2 separate regions of the Pan troglodytes genome follow, and region 1 is linked to region 2. A link is a contact called in public HiChIP or PLAC-seq data. All regions are on one chromosome and are shown on one strand. The core of a region is the stretch at or near the end of the contact, and the rest is flanking DNA. Distances in the headings are between cores, read along the strand shown. Region 1 holds the start of LOC112209436 (tubulin beta-2B chain). Region 2 holds the start of BPHL (biphenyl hydrolase like).

The links. HiChIP or PLAC-seq counts read pairs in DNA pulled down with a chosen protein or histone mark.
Region 1: a contact with region 2 is called in an H3K4me3 HiChIP or PLAC-seq map of stem cell-derived excitatory neurons, with 2.5 times the contacts expected there. The contact joins the promoter of LOC112209436 here to the promoter of BPHL in region 2. A contact is called at or near these places in 1 of 7 Hi-C or Micro-C datasets (stem cell-derived neural progenitor cells) and 1 of 1 datasets of contacts at active chromatin or transcription factors (stem cell-derived excitatory neurons).

What each region holds. Positions count from the first base shown.
Region 1 is chr5:9,179,945-9,187,475 of NHGRI_mPanTro3-v2.0_pri, reverse strand. LOC112209436 (tubulin beta-2B chain) reads left to right here and starts at 5,794. Exons shown (of 4, transcript XM_024357020.2): 1 at 5,794-6,871. The coding sequence starts at 6,815.
Region 2 is chr5:9,064,846-9,072,419 of NHGRI_mPanTro3-v2.0_pri, reverse strand. BPHL (biphenyl hydrolase like) reads right to left here and starts at 2,920. Exons shown (of 8, transcript XM_009450409.4): 1 at 2,714-2,920; 2 at 1,771-1,991. The coding sequence starts at 1,826. RIPK1 (receptor interacting serine/threonine kinase 1) reads right to left here. Exons shown (of 11, transcript XM_016954825.4): 11 at 6,207-7,574.

The sequences.
Region 1 (7,531 bases), core at 4,545-7,044, 110 kb before region 2:
CAATGAACTAACTCGAATCCAATCAGGAGGTCTCAGAATGGGGCAGGCAAGAGCATCTGTTGGAGCATGGGAAGAAACTCAGAACCTCTGTTTCATATAAAAATAAAGAAATTATGCTTTAGGTAGTTAGAGTTCAAAATGACACAGGTGCCCTCACAGGATGCTTATGTTTTGTGGTCATGTGTCATGAATTGTTCCCAGGAAAGGGAGATCCATAAAGGAGGAACTGTAGCTGGGTTTGCTGAGCATATTATCTCCTGTTTGCTCCCCTGACTTGCACAACTGGCAAGCAGCTTTAAAGCCGACAGCAAAGAAGCTGCAAAATGAAGATGACATTAGTGATATGAACACGCACAAAAAATAAGGAAATGGCCAGGTTGACACTCTGCTCCTTTATATAAGCTCTCTGTCAAGCCCATTTCAGGGTAAGAAAGTCATGAGGAACCCCAAGTCTGCCTAGATGTTGGCCAAAATAAAACTGGAAGTAATAGAAAAGTTGGAAATATTAATATCTGATATCATTAACAATGTACCTCATACTAAGTATATTGTGCCTTGGAATATTAGCTTATAAGAATAAATATATATAATTTAAGAATAAATAAATATACATACATTGGGAATGTATACCCTCCTTTTTCTTTTGTTAATAGAGATATACAATGAAAACTCATTACACCACTGCTCTGATGTAATAAATGCAAAACCTGTACCAGTCCTATGATGCAAACTGGGGGCATAGAGCATAGGCAGTCCATTGCTCCTGGCAACTAGTGGGACGTATCACAGATAGATGAGCTGCATCATGAAGAATGAGTGAGATGCCCCAGGCGAAGAAGCACAGAGGGTCATTCCAGGTAATGGATTGGTGTGAGCAGAGACTCAGAAACTTCAGAGAGCATGTCCTTTTTGGAGATCAGTGTGCAGGTTAATGTCCCCTGGAATGGACTGCATATACCAGACGGGTGGCAAATAACACTGGAAAGGTAGGTAATGTCCAGACTGAAGGACCTGAATTGTGTGATAAGTATTTGGACCACATACTATAAGCAATACAGAGTTGATGGAGATGTATGAACAACCTACAGAATGGGAGAAAATATTTGCAATATGCCGCAGACAAAGGACTAATATCCAGAATTTATAAGGAACTTAAATCAGCAAGAAAAGAATCAATAACCCCATTAAAAAGAGAGCAAAGGATATGAACAGACATTTTTCAAAAGAAGACATACAAGTGGCCAACAAACATGAAAAAAATGCTCAACATACTGATCATTAGGAAAATGTAAATCAAAATCACAATGAGATACCACTTCACAGCAGTCATTATTATTAAAAAGTAAAAACAAAACAAAACAAAAAAACAGATATTGGCAAGGCTGCAGAGAAAAAGGAATGCTTATTTGCTCTTGGTGCGAATGTAAATTAGTTCAGCCACTGTGGAAAGCAGTTTGGAGATTTCTCAAAGAACTAAAAATAGAACTACCATTCAACCCAGCAATCCCATTACTGGGTATATACCCCCCCCCCCAAAAAAATCATTCTACCAAAAAGACACATGAGCTTCTGTGTTCATCATAGCACTATTCACAACAGCAAAGACGTGGAATCAACCTAGGTGCCCATCAATGGTGGAATGGATTAAGAAAAGGTGGTACACACACACCACGGAATACTACACAGCCCTTAAAAAAAAGAAAACAAAATCACGTCCTTGGCAGCAACATGGATGCAGCTGAAGGTCATTATCCTAAGCGAAATAATACAGAAACAGAAAACTAAATACTGCATGTTCTCACTTATAAGTGGGAGCTAAATATTGGGTGCACACGGACAAAAAGATGGGAACAATAGACGCTAAGGACTCCAAAAGGAGAGAAGGAAGGAGCAGAGCAAGGGCTGAAAAACTCCCTATTGGGTACTACGTTCACTATCTGGGTAACCAGGTCGATAGAAGCCCGGACGCTCAGCATCATGGAATATACCCTCGTAATAAACCCGCACATGGACTCCCTGAATCTAAAATTAAAATAGAAATTTTAAAAAAGAAGCAGGCTGGGCATGTGAAGCCCAAAGAACTCCGTTTGGAAACTGCACTGCTGTCTCTGCAGTGTGGCCACAGTGACTGCCCACCAAGCATCTAGAGCCCAGAGGCAGGGGTGTTGCTGCATGGATGTGTCCACCTGGATACGCACGTTTTCATTTCATTTAAATGGCAAACAAAGGTCTTGGGCAGATTTCGAAAAGCACTGGTGAGCTGCGGAGACATTTCCGAGCAGGAGCTGATGTGGAGGGTTTTCAGGGCCGGGTGAGGGTCCCGCAGCCACAGCGATGTTCTAGCCTCCGCCGCGGAACTCACAGAGGTTCCCCCGCCATAGCCTCCCGCGTGCGCTCATGCGCTTCCTCCAGACCTTATTTGTAAGTCTGTTGATTTCGCAGGCCGCACCTTGCAAGGGGCACACGGTCCGTCTTATTATTTCATAATCACTTCTTCTCTTTTTGTTTTCCACCCGGCCTGGCTCTGTGTCTAGGACTCAGCGTGCATTCCCGGGGCTCGGCCTGCCCCGCCTGCCTAAGAATCTCACAAATCATTGACAGCGTGGGGGAGGGGAGACTGCCTGTAGCAGGGAAATGGTGCCCTAGAAAAGCCAGGATTCTACTCCCTCCGCCGATTTGTAGGACAAAGCAGGCAAAGCTCTTTCGTGGAAGCTCGGCTCTCTCAGTCCCGACCGAGGCCATTATAACTCAAATTCACAACCTCCGGGGATGCGAAAACACCCGGCCTTACTGAGGAACAAAGGGCAAGTGTTCCCGCACTGCGCTGCGTTCGTGGGCTCGGGGTTTTCGCTGCTGGTTCCAGCTTTTGGTTACCTTGCTTGGCTGGTCCCTGCGGGGCCCACGGCTGCGGAAGGACAGGGCTCTGAGGCTGCCACCCCGCAGCCCCTGCGACTAAACAGTGCCGGGCAGCTCCGCCGGGGCCGCTGGCTTCCCAGGCGGAGGAGGGAAGGCCTGGGGGGAAGGGGGAGGGCAATGGAATAGAAACTGGGGAGCGACAAAGCTGAGAAGGCGCAGATCTTGGCGGATCCCGGGAGCTTCCTCCACTGTGTCCTTTCCGCAGTCACAGTATGGGGCTGCGACCGCTTCCTAGCCCCCATGCCCCGGGCATTTGGCTCTTTTACATAAATGTTAGGATTGGTAGCTTTCCAATATCTCTAAATGGAGAGCTATGAGAAGAGGTGATGTGTGTGTGTGTGTGTGTGTGTGTGTGTGTGTGTGTGTGTGTGTGTGTGTTAAGGAAATAATGATGGATTTGCAGTCTCTTTCTTTCAACTCCTCTTTATTCATTGGCTAAGTGTCGGTTGCCTAGGAAACCGCGTGCATCTCGGCTGCAGAGCCAGCTATGGGGGCTGCGGGCTGGGTTTTGGGGGTTTTAAGCGGTGAATCCCGGCAAGCAGTGAAGAACCCTAATGCTAAATGTCTAGTAATTTCAATAAATGTGTCAAAAATATATGCTACATTATGAAAACAATGCTTTAAAAATTTACTACTATATAAAGCCTCTTTTCTATCAGACTTCTTCAAACAATGACTGTGTGTGTAATAGAGAAATGCAAATTCACTTGAGGACATGCCGTTGAAAGTAATCTGAAAATTGTGAAAGCAAATATAATTTTAATAGTTTAAGGGATATCTTGCTCACCTCAGTCACGCAATAGATTACGTATAAAACAAATGTTGAATTGTATTTTATGCAGCAATATTTCTACAATTGTCTCTGGAAGGGAAAATTTTTAAATGTTAGTACGTCATCAAGACTAACATTAAGACATCATGAAATATGTTGCCCCGAAATCTTCGTGCCTGATATGCGATGACCTAGATTGAGAAGCATTGCATATAATGAATAGACAGAAATGCTGGGGACCCAACTGAAAACGACTTTTTTTTTCTTTGAAAGCCGGGTACCAGTCTCTTTATGCGAGCTACATGGATTAAGAATGTTTTTTTGTTTAAGGGTTATCAGATAAACTGAAAGACTTCAGGGAAAGGTGTGGCTGTTGTCAACATTTTAACACAAAATCAGCTCCTTGTGAAAATAAAAATGTGCAGCATCACAATTCCAGTGGGGGTGGGGGTGGGGGTGGGATGTAGACCGGTTAACAAGACTGGCTGCCCGGAAGGGGCGGGGGTGTGGGGACAATTCAAGCAAAATGCTTGAAAGGAAAGCAGATCTTGGGCCAAAAGTGTCCCCAAGGGCACTCTGGGCTTTCAGAAGGATGATTTCCAGCCTCATCCTATCCCAAACCTCCCCCTTTAAAAGAAACCTGAGAGGAAAGGGTCTTTTCATCTATCTATATGATCTTGAACACGCGTTTTCACTCGGGCACTGAATGGAGATTTGGCTCGGAAACAGAAGCTAAGAAATGAAATGGTTAGCGGCCAGCTCAAGTTACCCAGCATGGAGCTGAGCGGCCCCCAACCCCACCCCCCAGCGCTGAGCATCAGGGTTGCTCCTGGGAGCTCGCAGCGAGGGGGTGACCGCTCCGAGTGTGTCTACACTCGCCGCGCGGGTGCCGCCCTAGCTCTGTTCCTTCCGGCGCAGCTTGGTCCCACCAGAGCCGCCACCTCGAGGCTGACACCTGCCACAGCCCTTTTGGCCAAGATGCGGTCACTTTCCCTGAGGTCTGGTGTGCCCAAAAGACGAGATTCCAGTCCGAGCCCTGTCCTTAACTTGCTGTATGACCTTGGGAATTGCTAGCCCTCGACGTTTCGGCATCTGCAGGATCTGGATTAGAAACTCGGAGGTCAGGCCCCGAGACCTTGGTACCAGGAGAGTAGGGCATGTGGACAGACCCTCCGCTGCTCTCTGCCTCTCGGCAGACCCCACCCTCACCCGGGCACGCCGGCCGGGTCTGGAATACCGGCCCGCGAGCTCCAGTCTGGGCGCCCTGGATGTTTGGGGGCGCCTGGGCTTTTGTTCTCGCTACTTCTCTTTGTACATTGGAATCGACTTGAACCCCCCACCCTCCACCTCACAGCAGGAAAGGGAGGCGATGACAGCTTGCTGATAGTTCTGGGAGGGTCTCGCTCAACAGCTGCAGGCTCCGCTCCGCCGCGGGAGCCCGGGTCATTCGGCCTTTCTCGCCAGGGGATGAAAGAGGTCACGTCACCTCGCCAACGGCCCTTCCGAAGTGTGGGGCGGCGCGCTTCAGTCATCGAATTGCAGGGAACAGGTTGTGCAGTGAACGTTTCTGACACCCTTTCCCCTCCCGCCCTCAAACGCACGCAGGATTAGTCTGTCTCTCTCTCTTTCTCTCTCTCTCTTTCTCTCTCTCTCACACACACACACGCGCGCGCGAAAAGTAACAAAGAGACCAGTTCCTGCCTCAGTACCTAGAGACTGCGGATCTGAAGGGAGGGTCTGTGCTCCAAGTCTGTGCACGCGCTCGTGCGAGTGCGCGTGGGTCTTGGGTCGTCTCGCGCGCGCTGGGCTGCAGTTTTTAGTCGTATTCCCCACCCTTCAACCGCAACACGAAGCCTCGGACCTCCAGGTCGCCGCGATGGAAGATAAGAAAGTTTGTTACTCGGGCTTGGGCCACCCTTGGAACCCACCCTCTTACTTGACAATAGATGAACTGAATCCGAGGGCGGGGTGGGGGGGGTGGGGCGCCTGTCGTGTGGTTTTAAACACTAGGTTACACAGCGTATCCCACGTTTCTGAGAGCCCTTTGTTCCGCCGACAGCCCCGCCCCCGGGACCCCACCCTCTTTCTGCCCTCCGGACGGTCAGTGCAGCGCCACCGGCCACTCCCACTCCATCACTCGCGAGCAACAAAAGTCAACCCCCGGGGCAGAGGGATCCTGGGTACCAGCAGGGGCGTTATGCACTCCCGGAGAGGGTCGGGCAGGGCTGAGGGGCTCCGAGGTCGCTTCACCCCTAGATGCTGCGGCTCAGTGAGAGGAGCTACCAGCCCAAGACAGACAAAGGAGAAAGCAGGCCCACGCTGGGGCGGGGGCGGAGGCCGCGCTGGTGTTCATGGGCCGCAGGTGTCCCGGTTGCCATCAAGCACGACTTCCTTCTGGGGCCACCTGTCCTCCCCCAGGCCTCTGTGAGACGGAGCGCCGCCTGGGCAGTCGCTGGCCTCCAGGGTTGAGGAAAAAGACGGTGGTCTCACCAGGGGCAGTTGGCTGGAGGGACTCTGGCCAGTGGCGGAGTAGGAGCCGCAGTCCGAGGTGGCGGAGCAGCCTGTGCCACCTCAGCCCTCCCACCTGCCGGCACTGGAGCACCTGACGGCTTCTCCACATGCTCCAGTCCTCCATCGTTCCCATCCGGTGCCAGCTCTGCCCCCACCCCGGTCAGGCCGCGCTGGTGGCCCTCGCCTCGCCGCCCTCTCACCCTCCTTTTCTTCACCCTTCCCCCATATCCCCATACCGAGACCCCCACCACAGCCCCAGACAATGCGCACGCCCCCACCATACTCCCGGTAGCCCCCACCCCTCTCCCGGTCGGCACGCCCGCTCTGATTGGCCGCGGGCCGGTGGTCCAGCCCCCCGGACGGTCCCTAGGGCTCGGAGCATTACGTCATCCGGGCCTGGAGAGCGCCAGCGCGAAGGGGACTGGGGGGCTCGGGCTGGGGGCGCGGCCTGTGCCGGCCGCCCCACCCTCCTTGCATAAAAGCCGGAGCCCGCGGGGCCGGCGCTCTCAGCCCGTCGGTTCCCGAGCGCCTTCCCGGTGACCCCGCAGTGGGTGTGTGAGGGGAGGACGGACAGACCCAGACGCCGCCGGACCAGGAGGACGCTGACGAGGCACCATGCGTGAGATCGTGCACATCCAGGCGGGCCAGTGCGGCAACCAGATCGGCGCCAAGGTGGGCGCGCCGCAGCGGAGGGGGTCCAATGGGGGCGCGAACCTGGGCCGAGAGCCCCTCGGGGTCCCCAGGCGCGGTCCTGGGAAGGCCTGGGGATCGCCAAATGCAGACCTTCCTGGCCGCTTTGTGCCGCCGAGTGTGGCCTGGGCTAGGAGGTGACTTTCGCGGACGGAGGGGGCACCTCTCTTTCTTTCTGCTGTAACTCATTTGGAGTCCCCGTCACCCCCTCGGCCTCCCTCCGCGCTGGCTGCTTGGCAGGCACGCGTGCCTGGAGAAGACGAGGGTGTGTCCGCGAGGCTGTGCGCGGCGTTCCGCGCGAGGGGCTGGGACACCAGGAGGATTAATGGTACTCGCTTGAACCGGAGTCGAGCTGCCGGGGGAGGGGAGGAGAGCGATTGTCTTGCGCTCTCAGGACGTGCTTTGAATCTAAAACCGCGGTCCTTTAGCTCCTTTGCGTTCCTCTTTCCCCGCCCACCCGCTCCTGGCGGGCTGCAGTCCCTGTGCCCTCGCCTCCTGCTGCCGCCTGGGGCTGCGACCAGTGCGCCAAGCTCCGCCACTGCCCGGCTTTGGCTGGTCCTTACCCCCTCGACCCCTACCTCCCCCCGCGAGCGGCAGCTGTTTGCCTGGGAAACGCCCAGTTTCAACTTTCTGAACCTGCAA
Region 2 (7,574 bases), core at 1,671-4,170:
CCGTACAGGTGTTCTGATTAACCTCTCCTCAGCGGCTCTTCGAGGACAGCCAGACTGTCCTGGGATATATACGAGTGGGGCACACAGACGGCCCCTGCACCGGGAGCAGGCTCCATCAGCTTATCAGACAGATGACTGAGTGAAGCACAGGAGGGACATGATGGCAAGCCAGGACAGATGCCAGAAGGAGGCGCTCTCTTCTCCTGGTGGAGTGCCAATACAATGAAATCAACCACCATCTCCTTTTATTTTTATTTTTATTTATTTATTTTTTGAGATGGAGTCTCGCTCTGTCGCCCAGGCTGGAGTGCAGTGGCGCCATCTCGGCTCACTGCAAGTTCCGCCTCCCTGGTTCACACCATTCTCCTGCCTCAGCCTCCCAAGTAGCTGGGACTACAGGCACCCGCCATCACGCCCGGCTAATTTTTTTGTGTTTTTAGTAGAGACGGGGTTTCACCCTGTTAGCCAGGATGGTCTCAATCTCCTGACCTCGTGATCTGCCTGCCTCAGCCTCCCAAAGCGCTGGGATTACAGGCCTGGCCCATCTCCTTTTTCTTCTACATACTCCCTACCCCTACCTCTGCCCTTAGTCAAAGGATAACTGAAACACAGCCCTTTTGAAAAAATGAGGTCCTGTTTTATCTTTTGGTTTAATCTTATTTGCCAGTCTCAAGTAAAAAAGAAACAAACGTGGAAACAGATGTGTTGAATACAGGTACATCTAATCTTAACACACCATTTCTGGAAAAATAAAAGACAGAATTGGGTAGTAATAAGGTCTGACCAAACTATAAGCTCCTTATCTACAGAAATATTATTAAAGGGGCATCAATGAAGCCACCAAGCAATGGCAATACTGACCCTGCCATTTACTTATTATGATTACTGCCCTATTCCTCTGAGAAATTCATTTCTACAGTTAAGATAGCTTAGGATCGGCCGGGTGTGGTGGCTCACACCTGTAATCCCGATACTTTGGGCGGCCCAGGTGGGTGGATCACGAGGTCAGGATCACGAGGTCAGGAGATCAAGACCATCCTGCCCAACATGGTGAAACCCCATCTCTACTAAAAACACAAAAATTAGCCGGCCATGGTGGCAGGTACCTGTAATCCCAGCTACTCGGGAGGCTGAGGCCACGAGAATCGCTTAAACCTGGGAGGCAGCGGTTGCAGTGAGCGAGATCACAACACTGCACTCCAGCATGGGCAAAAGAGCGAGAGTCAGTCTCAAAAAAAAAAGAACTATATTGGTACAATCACAGTAACTTATTTCGATGCCTTTCTGCAGACAGGAAACTGGAAAAAATAATCATTTTCACTGTTAATTTATACAGCTGTAGCCAGTAACATGTTTTTCCATCTATCAAAATAGCCCTGACCATCTTATAATAATTCTAAAATTAAAGGAGCTAGTCAATTGCAATATGAAATTTTAAAAGCTGGTCAGATTTGCCCTCTTTTCTCCTTCTAAATCAAGTTTTCAAACTAAAAGTTTCTATGTTGGATCAAGTACAGTTCTAAACGCTGTGTATTTATCTAGTACTGACTTTATGAAAGTAGCCCATCAACAGTCAACTGCGCACATGCACTGTGTACGTTCGTTGTATACGTGTGTTTGCATGTGTGTAGGGATGTATGTAGAGAATAAAGTAAAACAAGCTTCATGCCGCTCTATCCACATTTCTGCCCAGTATCTCTTGGGACCAAGAGTATCCATTTTCAAGACAGAAGGTCAGAAATTAATCCAGTTTTTTTGTTATTGTTTTACCTGAAATGGGGGGACAGGTGGGAGGACAAAAGAGAATAAAGCAGATTCCTGGGCATCTCCACACATGTAGATCAGATCCTCTGGGAGTGAGGCCCAGGATTCTGAATTTTCAGTTCCCAACGTGATTCTTTTGCACATTAAGATCAGCAAGCAAAGAGAAGACTTAGGGCTCTCGGGGCCCGTGATTAAAGCCTTAGCGGTACTCAGGCTCAGGCTGATTTCTGACATAAGAGAAAGAAGAGATTATTGTCCTTATGCCCTTAGTGTGGACTCTGGACAGAGCAATGGACTAATGAGGGCGTTGGGATTCTAGTCCGTGCTCCGTCACGGGTGAGTCCATACTACAGGCAAATGTATCTCCCTGGGTCTCTCTGGTCTGCACACTGAAGGGGCTGCACTCTATAGCCCAAGCCTCCACGGCTCCAGACTCCTTGAACTGAGGCTGACCGAGGCGCATGCACGATCGAGGGGCTCGAGCACCAAGCGCGGCTGGCCCCCAGGATCGGGGTCTCGCGGCACAAAGGGCGACAGGGCAGCCAGGCCGCGCCCACGCCCCGTGCCCGCGCGCCGGGAACTCCTGCTGTCGGCACGCGCCCCTCCCGCCGCCCCTCGAGCGCGCCGATGCTGGGGATCCCCGGGGCGAGGTGGCCGCCATTACCCGAACGCGGCCGCGGGTCCGGCCCGTGGGACGTGGATCCCGGGCTTCAGCGCTGAGAGCAGCAGCCGCAGGCGCAACACGCCCCGGCCGCCCAGCACAGCCACCATGGTCACAGGTCGCGTAGCTGCCGGGAGCGCGCATGCGCTAAGACCAAGCGCGGTACCCGGCCCACTCTGCCCCGAAGCCACGCCCTCTGCTCCGCCCATCTCGCCTCTCCATCCTGCTCCGCCCTCTGCCCGCCCCGCCCCGAAGCCACGCCCTGCCGGGTGCTTTCCCATGGGCGACCGAAACTCGGCTCGTGGTTTCGCAGTCCTGGAACGGCCGGCACCCGCGTAGACCGTCCCCTCTCGGTGCTGGCTCTGGCTCCCGGGACGAGTGTCCCCGTCGGCGCTGCCCCGCCCTCGCTCGTCGCCTCAGCGACCATGGCTTTTCCAGGAGGCGAGGCCGCCAGCCATAGCGCCTTCGCTGCGTGGGCGTCCAGGCGGGGCTCCGGAGTGGGCGGGGCTCCGGAGTGGGCGGGGCTCCGGCTCTAGGCAGGCTGCTATGTTGGATCAAGTAAAGTTCTAAACGCTGTGCACCTATCTAGTACTGACTAGTACTAGGAAGTGTATTTGCTTTTCAGAGATGATGGGATCTAAATTTTGTTTATACCACTTCACACCCATTAGGATGGCTACTAGCAAAACCCCCAGAAATTAGTGTTGGTGAAGATGTAGAGAAATTGAAGCCCTTGTATATTGCTGTTGGGAATGTAAAATGGTGCAGCCACTGTGATGAACAATACTGCGGTTCCTCAACAAATCAGTTATATGATCCAGCATTTTCTTTTCTGGGTATATAACCCAAAAGAATTTAGAACAGGGTGTACAAGAAGAAATGTTTTTACACTCACGTTGACAGCGGCACTATTCACAATAGCCAAAAGGGTGGAAGCAATTTAAGTGTCCAAAAACAGATACATGGATAAGCAAAATGTTGTCTGTGCATGCAAGGGAACGTTTTTTAGCCTGAACAAAGAACGAAATTCTGACACTTGCTACTACATGGATGAACCTGGAGGACACTATGCTGAGGGAGGTAAGCCAGTCAAAAAAAGACAAATACTGTGTGATTCCACTTATATAATAAGGTACCTAGAGGAGTCAAACTTATAGGGACAGAAAATAGAATGGGGGTTGTTGAGGGCTGGTGGAAGGGGGAATGGAAAGTTGGTGTTTCATGGGGACAGAGTTTCAGTTTGGAGAGATGAAAAAGTCCTGGGGATGGATTTTGGTGATGCCTGCATTACATTGTGAGTGTACTTACTGCCACTGAACTACACACCTAAAAGTGGTTTAAGTGGTAAGTTTTATGTATGTTTTACCACAATTAATTTTTTTCTTTTGGCTGTATAATTGCAGCTTTATAAAGGTTATAGACATTATCTAATTGAAATCTCAGTGGAGAAAAAAAACAACTATTTCTTTTTAAGTCAATCGTTCTGCCTTAATTGGAAATAACTGGCAGATTTGTGGCTACTGTTGTAGCCTTGGCTTGAATAATTGGAGACAACAGCTTCTTTGCATATTGCATTTCTTTTCCTCCAAGAGACCTTTTTGGTGTAACAGTCAGTCCTGTGAGCACAGTGCTTGTAGGTGTTACACTCATAGAAATTTCTGTCACCTGCAGTGTCCTCACTGGCCCATTGGGCTTTCTTGAGTAGTAAAGGCAGTTTTGGCCTAAATACAGACTATGCAAAAGTTTTCATATTCTACTCTCAACATAAATCTATCACATTAATTCCTGCATAAAAGGAAAGAGACATATATAATGTTTGAGTTTAATATCATTTGACTTTCAGAAATCTTTGGTGAGGTCAGTATTTCCTTTTTTCCTGATATGTTGATTGGGGTTTCATCTCAGAAATGATAAAAATAGCTGTCTGTACAGTTTCAACACCAGTTACCCTTGTGCTAATAAAAAACGGTAGCACTGAGTTTTAGGTTATTGGTGTCACAATTTTTTTTTTTTTTTTTTGAGACGGAGTTTTGGTCTTGTTGCCCAGGCTGGAGTGCAATGGCGCAATCTCAGCTCACTGTAACCTCTGCCTCGCAGGTTCAAGCAATTCTCCTGCCTCAGCCTCCTGAGTAGCTGAGATTACAAGCACCCGCCACCATGCCCGGCTAATTTTTGTAATTTTAGTAGAGACGAGGTTTTGCCATGTTGGCCAGGCTGGTCTCAAACTCCTGACCTCAGGTGATCCACCCGCCTCAGCCTCCTAAAGTGCTAGGATTACAGGTGTGCGCCACCGCGTCCAGCGTGGTGTCACTATTTTTAAGTAACATACCTGACAACCAGTTCTTTATATATAGCAAGATTGTACAGTTTAAAAAAACTGCCATTTTTGTGCCAGGCACCTTACGATGCATCATATTTCTTTAATCTTCACATCAGCCTTCTGTGCTATTGCACTCTTCATTTATAGATGAGGCAACTGAGGCTAAGAAAGGTTAGGAAGCAAGCCCTAGGTAACACAGCTGAAAAGTAATTTTGAGCTGCTCAATTTCAGGACTCTATACTTGGATAATGACAGCGAAAGGTTAGGAAGCAAGGCCTGGGTAACACAGCTGAGAAGGGGCAGAGGGGAGTTTTGAGCCGCTCAATTTCAGGACTCTATACTTGGATAATGATGGCGAAAGGTTAGGAAGCAAGGCCTGGGTAACACAGCTGAGAAGGGGCAGAGGGGAGTTTTGGGCTCTCAATTTCAGGACTCTATACTTGGATGATGATGATTGCTATTATTATTGAGGCACGGTGTGATCACAGCTCCCCACAGCCTCAAACTCCTGGGCTCAAGTGATCCTCCCACCTTAGCCTCCCAAGAAGCTAGGACTACAGGCATACACCACCACACCTGGCTAGTATTTTTTAATGTTTTTGTGGAGATAGGGTCTTGCTGTATTGTCCACACTGGTCTCGAACTCATGGCCTCAAGCGATCCTCCCAGCTTGGCCTCCCAAAGTGCTGGGATTACAGGCATGAGCCACTATACCTGGTCGTATACTTGGATTATTACATATTGTAAAGATCACTGTAGTAGCATTAACCTTTCAGTGATTTCTCCGCAATCAGCTGCTTCTAAAATCTTGAATATTTACACTATTTATGCCTTTATTATAATTAGAAAACCCCTTCCCTTTCATAAATACCACACATTAAAATGTACATCAAAATGCTGCCTAAAATATTTTGTGATTTATTAAACATTTTATTCCTGAAACCCTAACCTCACGTGACAGACCCAAAGCAAAGATGATGATTGTAGCAACAAGTAGAAAATCTACCAAGCAGGACTGTGGGAGCTGGAAGTAGGTCTCCATTACCAGCAATAACCTAGGGTGTGAATATTTGTTTCCGAACCAAGTGTGGACAGTCTCGGTTCTCCTTTGCTGGTCTGTGTCGTCACTGGCTCTGCCCATTAACAGCAGTGTTCATGTGGAGCTTGGGCCTTGTATGTAACTCCTCACAGGCAAACTTGGTTCTTCTCACCATGGTGCTGAGAGAGTGGGGGTGAAGGGAAGGCCCCAGAGCCAGGCGCAGGGACAGCAGTGCTGCAGGCCTCTCATCCTGAGCGCCAAAATGCACTGGCAGGGAGGTGTTCTTACCATCAGCATCCCATCTGCTGCTTGGCAGCAGGAGGGTAAAAGGGGATTATGCTCAGGAAATGCGGCCTCAGTGGCAGAGGCACCATGGAGAATCCGCATCTGTCCCAGTGACACATCACATCAATAGCCTAAAGTTGTGGTATAAAATTTTATTTTAAAAAGTGTGTTAAAAAATGCCTTGCCCTCTTGCCTTTGAACATTAATTATTCAACCTCTTTGGAATCTAAGAGATTTGAGAACACCATTTGGATGGTGGTACAAGGAGCAAACAGAACTTACCCAGGCCCCTCCAGCAAAGCCTGGAGCCTCCCTCCATTCTCTCTTTTGGGCTGTAGGAGCCAAGGCTGCGTGGTGGCCAAGTAGTAACCGTACAGGTGCAGACAGGAGAGCCGAGGCTCATTACTTTACAGCAGTGCTCTTCTCAACCGGGGCAATTTTCCCCTTTCCTTGGACCATTTGACAATGTTTAGAGACTATTGTCACAACTGGGGGCGGGGGGGGGGGGAGAACAGTGCCCCTGGCATCTAGTAGGTGGGGGCAGGGATGCTGCTAAACATCCTACAAGGCACAGGACAGTCCCCACAACAGAGAATTACCCAGCCCGAGATGCCAACAGTGGCAAGGCTGAGACAGTCTGCTCTGCAGCCCCATTTCAGGGGTGTGTATGTGTCTGCTAGAGTTGAGGGGATTCACAATCAGAATCAACAACACTGTTATCAGCCCAAGACACCAGAATCTGTTCCGACAGCCAGATTGACCATCACCACACCCTTCTCGCCCTCCCTCTGGGGAGAGCTAAGCACACAGCCTTCCTTGTCGGTTTAGCAAAATGCCAGTGGAGACACTGAGCGGCCTACCCAGCTTCAGTCTTCTATTCTAGTTCTTTCATCCACCCCCAGGTTTCAGGTGGGCTTTGAAAGGTTAGGTGCTAGAGGCACAATTACCATACTCAGAAGCTGTCCTTTTTCACCACAGAAAAAATATGAAAATACTTTCACAGTACACAGAGTAAACCGAGGAAGCCACTCAACAGTATCAGCCCTGAGGTTCTGGTCTCACCCAGGGGTAGAGATCAGCATTTCCTGTTCCCTCTCCAGGGCACCCAGGCTGGGTGAAGGTACCAGAATGCCAGGAAATAACTTTAAAAGTCAATCAAGAATTTCTGTTGTAGTCACAGTTAGTAGCAATTCCTTGCAACAACTGCCTGGGAAATTCTGATGTTTCCCCCCTCCTTGGTACCCCTTTAAATCCATTCAGTTAATTTGAAAACTCAATATAAATTCAATTAATTAAAAAATAATCGATAATTTAATGGGCTGAAGACTGCACGTGGTTCTTAGAGCCTACAGTGACTGATAGAGTATTGAATATTAACATTAACGGACCCTGTGATGTGGCAGTGAGCTGCAGCTGTGATCCACGAAGTCTCTGAACAGGGCTTAGAATTTGACTGCACTTTGTTTTTAACAGGAGCCTACGTGAAGAAGAGAGCACACAATTTT